Regions from separate parts of the Arachis hypogaea genome. Here region 1 is linked to region 2. Evidence: chromatin contacts called from public Hi-C data. All regions are on one chromosome and are shown on one strand. The core of a region is the stretch at or near the end of the contact, and the rest is flanking DNA. Distances in the headings are between cores, read along the strand shown. Region 1 holds the start of LOC112715702 (NDR1/HIN1-like protein 26). Region 2 holds the start of LOC112715699.

What was found. Hi-C and Micro-C count contacts between places; a contact is called where the count stands out from the background.
Region 1: a Hi-C map of an unstated tissue shows a contact between it and region 2, with 3 times the contacts expected there. The contact joins the promoter of LOC112715702 here to the promoter of LOC112715699 in region 2. A contact is called at or near these places in 3 of 8 Hi-C or Micro-C datasets (leaf and an unstated tissue).

The regions. Positions count from the first base shown.
Region 1 is chr10:75,835,448-75,838,147 of arahy.Tifrunner.gnm2.J5K5, reverse strand. It overlaps LOC112715702 (NDR1/HIN1-like protein 26), which reads right to left and starts at 1,259. Exons shown (of 1, transcript XM_025767503.3): 1 at 298-1,259. The coding sequence starts at 1,163. The coding sequence ends at 522.
Region 2 is chr10:75,669,361-75,672,060 of arahy.Tifrunner.gnm2.J5K5, reverse strand. LOC112715699 reads right to left here and starts at 1,389. Exons shown (of 3, transcript XM_025767499.2): 1 at 1,306-1,389; 2 at 495-1,225; 3 at 1-413. The coding sequence starts at 1,379.

The DNA.
Region 1 (2,700 bases), core at 10-2,509, 170 kb before region 2:
AAAAAAAAAATTGGAATGTGATTCATGGTTGCAAAAAGTTTGATTAAGAGTTTATCATAGATGATTCTTAAAGGCAACGAATTGACATGTACAATCTGCAGATTCTCCAAAGAAAGCTACCAATTTCTTTCTCATTGGAATCTCATTTTACAATGTTATTCATTCAAAAACTTGTTCTTTGTATCCACATAATAATAACCAAAAGAAAACAAAAGTGACCCCAATATCTACTCATGCATCCACTCCCAAAAGCTACTAAATAAAAAGACAGTGAAATTTAATCTTTACCACCACAAATTGTAGTAACTTTTGACCCTATCATTCATTCATTCATATACTTTATTTACAAGAATCACTTTAGTGGCTGCAAAACACCTTTTAATACAAAGCCAACCAAAATCTGAAAAAAAAAACAAGAAAATCTTTGAAGATTGAAGAACTCGCTATGATATATATGATTGTATTGTAATTAATCAGAACTATAATAATTCTTTCATTTTGAAACGGATGGTATGGTAAGTCTAAAGTGTGGTAGAACACTGAGAAGCCTGCTTTGAAGCCAGAGGAGGAGAAGGAGAAGGCAAAGAGGGTCCAAAAGCCATGAAAGAAACACAATTGACATTGAACCTGTAATGGCCAGAGACCCATGTTCCAACCTTCCAACGAAGCTTGCCATTAGCCTTAAGGTTCAAAACAAGTCTTCCAGAACTTTGATCACGCCCAAACTCATAACCAATTGAAGGAGACACAGGTAAACCATTTCCAACCAAAGAAGCAGTTAAGAGATTACTCTCTTCATTGCCTTGGTAGAAAGGAGGGACATAAGTGTCACCAGTTATCTGTTGTCCCTTGTAGCTTCCATAAACTACGATTTCGTCATAGTAGATGGAAACTTTCTGGTTTGGATTCTTGGAGAGGAGGGTGAGGTTGATGGTGGTGTTGAGATTTGGACCTGAGAGGTTGAGTTGGTAGATGTCAAGTTCTTTGAGTGAGAATTGAGGCTTTGAAGGGTGAAGGATGAGATAAATGAGGAGAATCAGTGCTAGAATTGTAGTTAAGAATGCTGAGAATGCAAAGAAGAGTTTCTTGTAGTTCCTCTCAAATCTTTTCAGTCCTTGTTTGTTGGCACAGTGCTTTGGAGATTCTATTGTGATTTGAGACATTTGCAAAAGAGAGAAGAGAGAGAGTGAATTGAAAGTTTGAAGGAAGTGATGTATAGTTTAGAAGGTTAAGGAAGAGTGGGTTGGAGTGGGGTTATATATAAATAATAGAGAGAAGAAAGTAACAATAATTTAGCATGCTTTATTTGGCTGTGACTTATAAGCTTCACCCTTGTGCATGTTGTCGTGATTGCTATGTAATTAAATATTATTAAAATATCTTCTGCAAATTTTCTTCATCGATATTATTGTAAGGAAGCTCTACAGACGTACACGCGTTAAATTTGCATAGGTGAATTGATCTGTAAACTTAGCAGAAAAGTTTAATAAAATGCAATGTGTTTTTCACTACCTTTTTCGCCACATAAAACAAAGGAAACGAAGCTGCTTCTTAAAAATGTGTGCCCATGACTATTTTATTAGAGATGTGCACACACAATTTTGTCAGATATTCTATTTATTTAATAACATAATGAGATAGTACGTATTTAACATTTATCAGTTTTATGGGTAATTTGGTTGAAGAGTAATATTATTAGGTGAATATGAATCTGTTGTGTTGAGAATGCACCGTTCTCCACCAAATGTCTAATTATTTTGGGATTATGCTTCTTTGCAAGCAATTACAGGGCGAAGTTTCAGTGGGACAAGTTTATTAGACTTTTCTTTTCCACTGTAGAAAACAAATTTGCAAATAATGCGTTTGTAGTTGAAATGCTAACAACAACAAAAAGTTCATCAAGGACCGTAGAAAAAAGAAAAAATTATTTGTGTTAATGAAATAGGTATTTGCATTTACATAACATAACCCTTAGGCCGTAAAATGCTTTGGTCACTTTCAAGATGATTGAGACTGCCATATAACACTAGCATCCAAATTTGTGGCCGTAACCGTCCCCATTCCAAACATACCTTTATTTGGTGCAACTCGATACTCAAAAAAGCTTAACAGAAAATCGGAACTTTTTTTTTATATATAAAAGAAGAGAAATCTATTGCAGATAATAGAACAACTTTGTTTGAGCTTTAAGCTAAAATACCTAATATAATGAATTCGGAACCAAAACAAAATTAAAAGGGGAAAAAAGTGCACACTGGATTCAACTCATAATTCAATTCGAGCTTGATTACTTGATAACTCATCGATGATTACGATGTTGTTACTTGAATTAGCACTAAATTGAGAACTTTTTAAATTTATTAGGGAACATCTATCAAGATCTCCATGTAAACAAATAGATAGATATTGTAGTACACAAGACTAAGGAACGGTTGAAACTTGAATGATAGTGAAGCCAATCCGCCGCATGAAGTGCTTATCCATGATGGTGATTTCCAGCTGTAAGCACACAAGTGAGACACGTGTCACAAAAAGATGGTGTGCTAATAATTCAGTGGGCCCCTCCTAGGTCCCGCAACATCACAACGTCACATGTGTCGGATGCATTGTGATATTCTTGGGCAATGCAAACAAATTCAGATCATACATAGTATATACTATATAGTATAAAAGATATGATACTGCCACGATGAATGAATG
Region 2 (2,700 bases), core at 140-2,639:
TTCCAGCTCCTCTACCAAGAACTCAGTAGCGGCTGCTATTCTCAGTGCATTCGCCTTCACGAAATGTCCAACTTCCGTGTGGCCGGTGTGGCGGAGCTTGTCCTGGTCAGGGCTAGAGAACAAGTGATGCCGAATGTGATGGTCGAAATCAAAGCGGCGATCCCACAGGGAGAGGACCCTTCCTTCTCCTTCAAAATCTTGCAGATGCTGCATATCAATATCTGCAACAATGTTCTGTTCGTGAAACAAAGGAGGAGGAGTAAGAGGAGCAGCACTGTTCTCCACAGAAACCTTTTGCTTCTTCTTCATCTTCTCCGCTGCTCTTTCTCTTGTGAGTACTTCCTCCTTCCTCTTCGGTTTCTTCTTCACTTCCTCAGCTTCTTCCTCTTCCTCTTCCGACTCTGACTCCTCAGCTATACAATCAGATCAACAGAATAATATGAACAAGAAAGTAAAAACAAATATTGAAAATAAGATTATGAAAATGCAGTTACCATTAATGAGAGAGGAACAAGAGAATGGAGCTTTCAGCTTCTGGAACTTTGTGACCAAAGCTTTCTCAGAATCAGAGAGACTCCAAAACACAGGCGAATCTGGAAACTTCACGAACTCAGACCAACAAAGAGGAAACTTTGGGTTCTTGTTCTGATCCATGAAGAAAGGAACAGAGCTACCACCACCACTCCCCTTGACTTTGAAGAAATTGTTTTTGAAGCGGAAGCACCTCAAATCCAAAGACAGAAGCTTATGTAGACCTGGACGAGCATGAATATGAAGCCATGCACCTTTCTTCTTCTCCACCAATTGAAAGAAGTAGAAGAAAGTGGGAACAGTAGGGGTGAGTTTGTGAAACTGGCATAGGAGTTCGAAGCACCGAACGAAGACCCAACCGTGAGGGTGAAGCTGTGTAGGAGCTGCGTCAATCTTCTTGAGGATACTCATATGGAAATCGGAGAAAGGAAGAGGTAGCATCAAATCAGTGAAAAGCGCCTTGTACACGAAGAAGAACCGTTCTTGTTCTTCTTCACCTGAACCGTAACAAACACGGTCAAGGTCGGTGCAGTGTCCGAATGATACACTTGAATGATTTGGTTGGAGGAGTTTGGTTGGGGTGAGATTGGCGATGTTGATGTCTGACTTGGTATTCAAAACTTCAGGGTCAACCCAGTTCCAGGTGCTACCGCTACCACCACCGTTGGAACATTTCTGGTTGGTTTTCGTCATCCTGAAACAGAAAAGTGAGAAGAGAAATTAACAGCATTACCATGCAGCCATGGACACTAATGAAGTGATACTGAGACATACCTGATAAAACTGAGAAGACAAAGTTGCAGAATGTAGTTCAAGCGTCCAACCAAGAGTAGTGATAAATGAGACATTAATTAATTTAATTAACATTAAATGAGCCACTTAGATAAAGGCCATTAAAACTTTTTTTTAAATATTTTTAATTACTTAAAATTTAACACTTATAATTTGATTAAACTATATTATTTTTATTAAAATTAGATCAAATAAATTAATTTGACAAAAAAATTAATAAATTATATTTTAAATTGATTTAAATTAATATTTTTTATAAAAAATAATTATAATATTTCTATTATAAAAAATTATTAATATATATATATATATATATATATATATTAAGAATCCTAAATTTTAATTTTTTCTTTTTTCTGTGTTGCTATAGGATTAGAATTTAAATTTTTTAAAATTAAAAAATATATAATAAACATATTTTAATCATTTTTTATAATAAGATTATTGTAGTCATTTTCTGTAAAAAAGAATATTAATTTAAATCGGTTCAAAGTTTAGTTTATCGATTTTTCGACCAAATCAATTTGTTTGATCAAATTTTGACAAAAACAATATAGTTTAATCAATTATAGATATTAGATTTTAGTTAATAACAAATATATTTAATAAAAAAAACGTTTTAAACATTTTTATGGGAGTGTCTCCCTAAAATTAAATTGGTTAAAATTACTCATTAAAATTAATTTTTTTTATCAAAAATAAAGATATTCGAATCTGCATAGAAAGATGATGTCATTTAAGTTATAATTCATTGACTACTAAAATCACTTACTAAAATTAATTATTAAAATATAAAATATATATTTATATATAAATACATGATAATTAATTTTAATAATTAATTTTAATATATAAATAATATTTTTAAAATAAAATACATTTTTAAGCGAAATATTTAAATGACACTCTTCATAATTAATTTGTAAATGAATTTAAAAATGGTAAAATACTGAAAAATGGATGAATAATGTGTTATGCACAAATGTGGAACTGCTAGTGTCAGAAGCCACAAAACGTAACCTGCCTTTTGTGTAGGACGAAGATCAAGAAAATGTTGCATCTTGTAAAACACAACCTGCGATTCGTAGGGCAGGACAACCAATTTTTGAAACGTGCCAAGTGTCCCTTGCATACAGACAAGAACAGTTGTTGATCAGTCTTGGAGAAGGCAAAACGCAGACTGCGTTTGTTAGCCGTGCAGAGCAAATCGCAGGTTGCGATTGGCAGCCTCCCTAACTGCATGCTTGACGTGTGTAATGGAAGGGTGAATCCGCTTATAAAACCAAAACGTAGGTTCTTGTAAGGGTGAAAAAACGTTAGTAAAGAAGAGTGAAAAACGAGAATGAGGAAGCAAGAGTAACAAAAGGTTACTGAAGG